2 separate regions of the Triticum aestivum genome follow, and region 2 is linked to region 1. A link is a contact called in public Hi-C data. All regions are on one chromosome and are shown on one strand. The core of a region is the stretch at or near the end of the contact, and the rest is flanking DNA. Distances in the headings are between cores, read along the strand shown. Region 1 holds the start of LOC123055280. Region 2 has its middle 26 kb from the start of LOC123055288.

Region 1 (4,845 bases), core at 1,439-3,938:
TTCCCTGTAATATGGGAATTGCGTACTGATGTTAAATCGACCAGCTTGTTTAGCGAGATTTAGGACCTGATGAAGGAAAGAGTTCAGTTAGGGGACATCAATTTAGGACCTGAAGAAAAGAGTTCAGTTAGGGGACAGCTATTTGGACCTGACCAAAAGAGTTCAGTTAGGTGGCAGCAATTTAAGAAATTTATGATTCCTCGTAGACAGAGTGAAATTTAGTTACACAATCTGGATGCATATTCTTCTGAAGTGTCTATGCATGTTCAAACTGTTCAATTTAATTTAAATGCTGCGCTCTTTTAGATACTAAATTAGCACGCAAACTCCACTCCAATTGCTAATCATGCATATATACTGCTTAGTGCTTTACCTCTAGGAAGTTCTTGGAAAATTCCCTATCAAACGCGCTATTGTAAACCGGGTTTGGCTTCGCGCTCGTGGCAACACGAACGCGGACTCCTTCTGAACCAGTCACTTCCTTGGTGTATCCATCCTATAAGGAGAAATGCAAGTCACTGTGAATTTATACTACTCTTACATGGGATTTTGTTTTTTGGCATTGGTGACACATAGAGATATCTTACCTGGCATCTACCTGCGTTGCTTCCCGGCACCAAGCAGAAACTATCTCCGATCCCAGTCTGGACATGGCCACTGTGAACACCACCCACCTTCAGACCAAACTTGGGCGTCGCGCGGCCATCGAAAAACGGGTTCGAGCCGTCGCGCACGCCGTACGGTTTGTTGGAAGTGATCACCGTGATGTTCATGTACTCTAGCTCAGCAAAGTCATTTGCGCCATTGGCGTCGCCATTGCGCATGCTAGAGAAAGCCACACCGGCGGCAAAGGAATCCCACATGTAATAGCCCTGCAGTTACAAGAAAAGAAAAACATTATCATAATTGATGAATTGAAATCTTTAATGACAAGGATGTAAAAAATGGAAAAGATTTTGAATTGGATGGAGAGCTTGCCGTGCTGCCATGGAGGCCGGGAGCCGGCCTTCTGTGTCTCCTCAGGACTAGGTCGAGCGACTGGAAGCAGTAGCGCGCCTCGGGCGTGGTCTGCCACCGCCGGCCGAACTCGGCGAAGTACTCCTCGGTGACCGGGATGGTGTTGGTGGCGTCGAGAGGGACGAGCGTGACGGGGACGCCGGAGTGGAGCACCTGGTAGGCGGCGAAGGGGTCGCCGAACACGTTGAACTCCGCGAACGGGTTGGCGCCGTAGGCGGTGAAGAGGTTCCCCGCCACCCTTACGCCGCCGCCGAGGACGTAGACGCGCTCCACGTTGCGCCTCAGGTGCGGGTGCGCCATGAGGAGGAGCGCGGCGTTGGTGTGGGTCCCAAAGAGGAGCAGCGTGGTAGGGCCCGCCGACACCGTGTCCACCATCACTTGCTGCGCCGTGGGCTGCCGGAGCGGCGCGTACCCCCGGTGGCCCTGCGGGAGGAAGCCCCTACGGAGGCCGCCGTTGGTGTCGGTGTCGAGGCGCCCGCCACGGCGTCCCGGCGGGACGGCTTGCCGGTATCGGCAGCCGCCCACCGTCGACATGCCCTGCCGTACGTAATCTTTTTAGCAAGCTTGTAAATTAATAATGGTAATTCGTGGCTTCGGCGCTTCGCCGGCCGCCGATTCATCGATCAGTACGTACCTGGTCTATCAGGGGGAGGTAGCCGCCGACGTCGGGGTGTATCTCTCCAGCCTCCGATATGCCGCCGTCGCCGCCGACGCCGACGGCAATGTCGTCGCGGCCCATCATGTAGAGGATGTCGTAGAGCTGGTCGACGCCGTGGCCGGCGTCGATCCATGCGTTGGCGCTGATGGTAATGGCCTACGCACAGTGTACGTACGTTCACATCACAACTTATCAGAGTAATGCACTACTACTAGTAGAGTCTAGAGAGGGAGAGAAAATCCGACGCAGTCAAAGGCCAAGATGCGCCATCGTTGTCCTATCTAAATGGCTTCCTCTTTTCCTCTCCAAAGATTGAACGCCTTCCTCTTTCTCTCTCTGAGAAGAGTGTAAACCGCCTCTCCTTTTACAAACCTATAATTAACTAATCGGCAATGTCGACAATGCAAACAATCATTCGAGCCGGCGCACGCGCGCATGCATACGACGATGGAGAGATCCAGCGGCCGTTTTCCACCAAAAGGTAACGTATATGCACGAGCGAACACGACCGGGCCGATGCGATCAGCAGAACATTCTGATTCGCAAATACAAAATTTTTAAAAAATCACCAGGACAGATGATCGGAGATCGATTACTGGGAGGCGATTACGAGTGCCACGACGCATAGCATGCAGCACGAGAGCGGGACGGAGGAGGACACGGCACCAAATTACCTTGACGTCGAATTGGGAGCGGTCCTGCTTGAGGATGTAGAGCAGCGCGAAGAGGTCGTCGGTGTCCATGTCCGTGTCCACCAGGATCCTCCTCGGCGGCGGCGCCCCCGCCGCGGCCACGCCGGCGACCGCAAAGAGGGACACCAGAGCCACGGCGGCCGTCCATGACGGTGAACTCGTCCTCCTCGCCTTCTCCATGAGGAGAAGGCGGTGCTACGACTACTACGGACTATACTAGGGGGGCGGTTGCCAGTTGGTGCCTAGCTCTCTAGCTATGGCTTTCTGCATGATGGGTGCGCCTCTTATGGGAGAGAAGATGGTTCGATCGCGTCCTTCTCCGTGGGCATTAATGGGAGGGGATTGGAAACAATTGTATACGGGTACGATTATTAATAACCACAATCACGCAAATGCAAGGATAAGCACGTTTCTTGGACCGTCGACCGATCCATCCATCGACGGCTCGGATCGAAAGCTCGACCCTATTTTGTTTCGACACCATCGTTTCAGATGTGAGGAACTACAAGGGGCATCTCAGGGGTTTATCTAATCGTATATGGTCATGGACACGTTCGAACGTATGCGCGGTCACATCTCTTCTTGTCTTAAACTTCCTACTTTTTTAAGGGCATCCATCTCATTTGTATATGTTAAACATCACGTAATAATCACATCCGTTCGACCACATCTATTCAATGGCCTACATCGCTCTGATGTTTAGCACTAAACACGTTTAGCACCCTCCATTAATAAACAAAATACATAATATCAATGTTAGTAGCATTAGCCAAGTAATTGTATTCTACCTAATATTAACATGCAATTTATATCTTGCTAATATTAACATGGAATACTTCTAATATATATATATATATATATATATATATATATATATATATATATATATATATATATATATAGAATACAATTAATATATTGCTTGATACTAACGTGCATTGCACATACACAATTACTCCCTCCATCTCATAGTGTCAAAAAAGTCTTACATTGTTGGACGGAGGTAGTACTAGTTTACCAAAGTACTTCTAATAAGATAGTATTTGAAAAGACCTTCTCGGATGTGGCATTGGCCGTTGCAACTTGCGAGTCAACGCGTTGTAAGTAGAAGAGGGCATCGTGGTAGCGCGCCATGGCGACCGCCTCGTTGTCTTCCGTATCAGTTGCCTGGACTTTGGCCTCGACGGCGGCCTTGTGGGCAACGTACCGGCGGGCAGCGGGGATGCGTTCATCCCGACACCGGATAGGACATCAAGGGGCATTGGCCATGATCTCCTCGGAGTTGTGGCGGGTGGCAGCCTAGCATTCAGCAACATCAGGGACAACAACGACCCGGTGACGGGCAGCGAATTCCTCCTCCTTGGTGACCCGAAGGGTGGCGCGTACCTCGCTCTTGGCTCGGGAGGCATCATGGGGCGGTGCTCCCTTCCTCCTCCTTAGCTTTAGGCGACACACTCCTCGCGAGTGAGGGCAACGCTAGGGGCGGTGCTCCATGGCATGGCGGATCAATGCGGAGACGGGCAACCCTCTTGGTGGTCTGAAGGGAAACATGGCAAGAAAGAGAGGGTGGCGACATGACGAAGGTGAGGTTGGTGAAGTGTGGCGAACAAAGAGGACAACCGGGGAAAACTTATGGTTTTAGCGGAGGGCTCCAACAGGAAATCAGGCAGAAGGGGAGGGATTCGGGGGTAAATGGAATGGGTGTGCCTCGGGGTGGGGTTTTGGGTAGGGCACGCGTGTCCAACCTGACAGCCCGGACATGTCCGGGCAACCCCGTTTCCTCACGTATGGGTTTGAATTGGGCATTCATAGATCTTCTGGATATTTGGAACAAGTTTGGAAACCTCATTGGGCAATCTTTTTTGTGTCCGCACATGTGCAAACGAACATACGGGGAAAGTGGGCTATGTCCTATGAAAACCAACCAATATTCAGTCCTATTTTTCTTATACAAGTATCCAGGTCTAAGCTTTTTTTTCAAGGAAAAACTTCCAATCTATTCATCAAACATCATGGCAGTACAAAAAGTACCAAAATAAAAAAAATACATCCAATGTCAATAGACCACCTAGCGTCAAGTACAATCATTGGAGTGAGCCGTCATCGCCCCTCACCCACCAAAGCAGGGCAACCCTTGTTATAGTAGACAGTCGAAAAGTCGTCATGCTAAGACCCCAAAGGACTAGAGTAGCAACCATCGCCAATGGGGAGAAGCGTAGATTAGAAAGATCCAACTTAGAGACACACAAATGCAGATGAAGGAAGACCGGATCCATGCAGATTCACCAAAGACAAACACCGACCAAATTCCGCAAGATCCACCGGAGACAACCCTCCACGCGCCCTCCAATGACGTGGGATGCACCACTGGGATGGAGTGTCGTGAAAAGAACTTTATCCCATCTTCAGAGAGCCGTCGCCGCCTCACCTTTTTGAGTAGGACACAAAACCTAAACAGATTAGAAAACACATAAAAGC
Region 2 (4,845 bases), core at 644-3,143, 170 kb after region 1:
TTGTTGAGGAAGTTCTTCGCTATGGCGGATGTGTCTGAAATTGTAAAGATATGTACGAGTCCTGGCATGGAGGGTTGGCTGGCTTGGGGACCCGGGAAGTTGGGACAGTTTTCTGTCAAGAGCGCGTATGATCTAGGATTTGAAGAAGCCCATAGAGAGGCAGCAGTTTCATCGAGCACTAACCCTTCAGGAGGGCGAGCCTGCTGGAATTATATTTGGTCGTGTGATATACCCCCGACAGTGTGGAATTTTGCTTGGAGACTGGCTACAAACTCACTGCCTACTTGGCAGAAGAAAAATAGAATCGGGCTGGAAATATACGGGGAGTGCCCTATTTGTGCAAGGGAAGTTGAGGATAATTTTCACCCCTTTTTAGTCTGCCCTGGTGGCAGGCAGTTATATGCAAAGATGGCTACGGTTTGGACCTTGCCAGAGATGCGTTCAATTAAAAAACAGGGAAAGAATGGCTACTTCACACACTGGAGCCGTTAGATCGTATTGCAAGATGCATGTTGTTGATGACTCTCTGGAGGATATGGTTCGTTCGGAACAAAGTGGTACACAATAAACCTCCTCCACCGCTAGAAGTTTCAGCTCGGTTTCTTGAGAGTTATTTGGATTCGATTCTTGGCATTGAACTTAACCAGAATGTTGACCCAAGGAAGGGAAAGGCATTGATCTCCTTTTCCTCTGATGTCGACAGAAATACTAGCTCGCCAACTAAATATGGCTCTAGATGGATGCCTCCGGCGAGGGGATGGATGAAGTTGAATTGTGCTGGTTCATATGGTGTTGCTGGAGGAGCAGGTGCAGGAGCGATTCTTAGGAATGAAGATGGCGCCATTATTTTTTCTTTGTGCAGGAAGCTAAACTTGTGCCGAGATGTGTTAGAAGCAGAACTAAGTGCATGTAAGGAGGGCCTCACCACTGCGCTCCAGAGGAACAATACAGCCATACAAATTGAGTTGGGGTCGAAGAGTGTAGTGAAGATGACCAACAGCACGAAAGTTGATAGATCAATATACGCCCACTTGGTGTTTGACATTAAGCAGCTAATTGGTAGCTGTAATTCTTGTATCTCCTTTGGTAGTATTTCTCAAAATAAAGCTAGTGCTTGGCTGGCGAACTATGCTATGTCTTCTGGTAGAACTATGACCTGGCTTGGAGCAGGTCCTCCGGAGGTCCTAGGAATAGCATCCGATGATTGTAATACGTCGGTGATTGAGTAATGGAAGTTTTATTTCTGCAAAAAAAAAAACAGAATCAGAGGGTTTTCGAGCAAAAGGATTTGACGACACTCGTGCTGACGGCATTGGTCAAGGAGAACGTCAAGTGTTTCAGCGAGGCTACGATGAGGGTACCCACTCTGGGTTTGGGATGTAATGATTTTGTTTTGAAGGCTGGTGTTGAGTGGGTAATTCGCCCGGAATTTTCTGGTTGTCAATTCAAATTTGTATGACTTCTGTTCTTCTATAATGCAAAGGCAGAGTTCCCGCTGTTCACGCCAAAAATAGATCAAAATGAAGTCACTCGTGGGGAGGAGAAAATTTGTTCAAGATCCAGGCCTAAGCTTAATTTCTTGTTTGTTTTTTTTTTGGCCTCGATGAGACGATGAGACGTCGATCGGTTTGTGATGGTACGGGTGGCATGAGACACACGTTTTCATGAGGACGGGGGCGGGGGGTCCATCTATCGTATGGACATGCGGGGCTCGGGACCAATATATCGGTCGTGGTCGTTTTCCAACTTCCGTGGTGGCCTATGCCTCATCTCCTCGTCTCTTGCATTTGCATTTTGCGGCAGGAGCGACCGTCCCGGACCCCCACGGCTGGACCTCCGGTCTGCAGTCCACCTCTGTGTTGGTCTCGTGGAGAGGCCGAAAATGACTCGACCGATCCAGCAAATTGGCCGGGACACGCGGGGTTCACCGAGCCGACGACCTTCTCGGCGCGCTGTCACGCGTATAGGGACAGGCACGTTACCATTTGACTGCATGTACATCTTTCTTCCTTTCTTTTCTCGGCAAAGCCATTGACTTCATCGATCCGGAGGATTTCATTAGAGAAAAACGCTGATTGTGCATCTCTGGGTCGACCGTGACTGCTCACTATCTCAAAATCCCGAGTACACCTACGCCATCGTATGCGCGGATTCACACTTAAGGCTCCGCTTGGATTAGCGTTTGGCCTCTCAATACCCCTGTAAAAACGATACAGACCTCTAGGCGTCGTTTTTTCTCCCGGCGAAACTCACGCTGCGGCCGGTATAATACAAGTGTATACAAAATCCGGATGTAATATCTTACACCGAATCCAAGCGGGCCCTAAGACTATTATTAGATACAGGAGCTGCGAGACACTTTAAAACTAACCAAATCATCGCAAATATCTTGCTAGCTGGTGACAGGAACAACGCGAGACGTCAAACCTAGAGTTTGATCCTTTTTTTTTCTGGGCGAAAATGATTAGACTTATTATAAAGATTCACTGAAAATACAAGACACCTCAAATATAACAAAAATTACATCGGGATTCGTAGACCACGGAACGACCATTGTCGACGCGCCGCTGTCGCCGCTCCCATACCGGAGACTTGAGAATATGTGATTGCTCCTCTATCCCCATCTCTCTTCTTCATCGGAATTTTTTTATTTTAATTCTTTTTTCTGTGGGGAAAAAATGGGAGTTTTATTTCTTAGGTAATAGGATTACAATCTACTAGCAAGAGCTCCTCTATATAGGGAGAACCTCTTTGAAGCCAAATAGCGGTACAAGACTCAGTACGATTGTAATTAGCTAGACAATTTGATATCCTATTTTGAGACCTATTAAGATAGACACACACAAACACAAGCTTTCCTCGTCAAAAAAAGACGCACGCATGCATGTCGTAAATTTACTTTCTTTGGTTCTTGGTTGTGTGTATATTGTAGCGTGTACTACTATTAAATTCTACAGTCCATTACTCTAAAACCGACTCCTAATACAACATCTGTGTTAAACCACATCACCCAAAAAAGTAGTCGCTTGGTTATATCAAGAATCAATCAAATTCAATGGGTCTTGCAGTCAGGCCTACAAACAGACATGTCCTTTGATTAAAGGACACATCCTTTGGTGAAAGGATGTCTCTCAAAACGAAGACATGTCTCTTGGTAAAAGGATGTCTCTTGGTGGAAAGACCTGTCTCTTTGCAAAAAAATATGATTGGTGAAAACATGTCTCTTCATGAAAAGACATATTAGAAAACAATGAAAAGAAATGCAATAATTATTAAATTAACTTGTTACAAAATCCAATATGTAATTTTCTGAAGGATGCAACCATAAAAATTGCACCTTTACAAAGAAAACCAATGTACCTAAATTTAATATTGTAATTTTTGTGCATTTTAACTACGTTTGGACTTTGCAACCTCATGCTTAAGAAATACAGTCTTTTTATAAATATTTTATAATAAACTCACTAAGACATTTAATAATATCCGCAGCAAAGCATGGGCTTTACACTACTGAATAACATTAAGCTACAGTTCAAGTCGGCAATGAAAAGTGGGACCATGAATAGAACTAGTATTAGCTCCAAATGAGTAACTATTTGGTCAATCGTTTAATATTCAACTCACTTATGTCATCTAGAGACGATAAAAGAACCACCCACATGAATGATCAATTGATGGATCTTAAATGATTTATAGACAGTAGCCACTGAGTAGAACAAAGTATTAAGACAACAATGTCAACTCTAGAAGTATTAGCCATTGAGTCTTCATGAAGAGTCACTCTTAGTTATTGTTGATGGTTGATACTTGATTGGCCGAGAGAATAGAATATGAATTTCAATATATGTGTGTTACCACGCTATCCTAGGACCTATTCACTCTAATTCAATTTTTGAAACACACACGGGGCGAAAAACTCAAAGATACTCTTCATTCATGCTAGTAGTGGTAAATCCATGAATTTAATCTAAATTATTTTCTTACACTAAATAAATAAACATCCGAATTCGGGATCATTCCATGAGTCCCATTTCAAAGCATGTCCTTTAAGGGGAAATGAAAATAAAATTAACCATCGTTTCCCATTTGCTCTCTATTTCATGGGTGGAAGAACTAAAATAGAGGAAAGACGAATAAGAAAAGTATATTTTTTGCACAAGCCATAACTCATAGGACACTTTCTAATAGAAAAATTAAAGGTCAAAACATTTCCTCGGAATATGTGGACATCAGGTAAGTTGGGAAGGTATGCATCGCGGATCCATAGTCATCCGCACTACCACATGCGGCTGGCCTAGAGTGGTATCTTGAGAGTTGCTGCTACTACAAGACCGACGAATTCTTTTTGTCAACAGAGATTTTGTTTCTATCCTTTTTGCTATCTTTTATTATATTATTAATTAACCAAAAATGGTAAATCCTTTATAAAGTTTCTTTAGTCGATATTTCTTTGCAAATCTAGTGCACCGAGCATAATTGAAAACTTTTCTAGATGTGTTGAGGACAAATGGCTTGTTTGATTATTTCAGAGTAACTTGAGTGAAGGATCAAAGATGTCAACAGGGGGGGGGGGTGAATATGTGACTACAAAATTTAACCGTTTCTTAGTTGCTTTTAGGGATTGAGGTATCTTAGATTCTCAAAAATCAAACTAAACTAGCAACCAGATAAACAACAACACAATACAATACGAATGAAAGTAAATACATGGAATCGAGATAACCACAAGCGTAGAGACGAAGGTTTATTTCGAAGTTCATACCCTTGGGGGTGTTTAATATCCGCTAGAAAGGTGGAGGCTAACGAATGCCCTCGACAACACCAAATGCCCTGCCCTTCTTCTCT

What was found. Hi-C and Micro-C count contacts between places; a contact is called where the count stands out from the background.
Region 2: a Hi-C map of leaf shows a contact between it and region 1, with 5 times the contacts expected there. The contact joins the enhancer-like site here to the promoter of LOC123055280 in region 1. A contact is called at or near these places in 4 of 5 Hi-C or Micro-C datasets (leaf and an unstated tissue) and 1 of 1 datasets of contacts at active chromatin or transcription factors (leaf).

Annotation. Positions count from the first base shown.
Region 1 is chr1A:447,741,131-447,745,975 of IWGSC CS RefSeq v2.1, forward strand. LOC123055280 reads right to left here and starts at 2,689. Exons shown (of 10, transcript XM_044479278.1): 1 at 2,350-2,689; 2 at 1,652-1,831; 3 at 979-1,554; 4 at 588-872; 5 at 374-496; 6 at 1-66. The coding sequence starts at 2,547.
Region 2 is chr1A:447,908,283-447,913,127 of IWGSC CS RefSeq v2.1, forward strand. No RefSeq gene overlaps it. Among protein-coding and RNA genes, the nearest start is that of LOC123055288, 26 kb to the right of the region's middle. Within about 2 kb of position 1,894, at least 1 of the 8 cell types and tissues checked has an H3K27ac peak or open chromatin away from gene starts, as enhancers often do. A contact at or near this core is called in leaf, where this site is marked.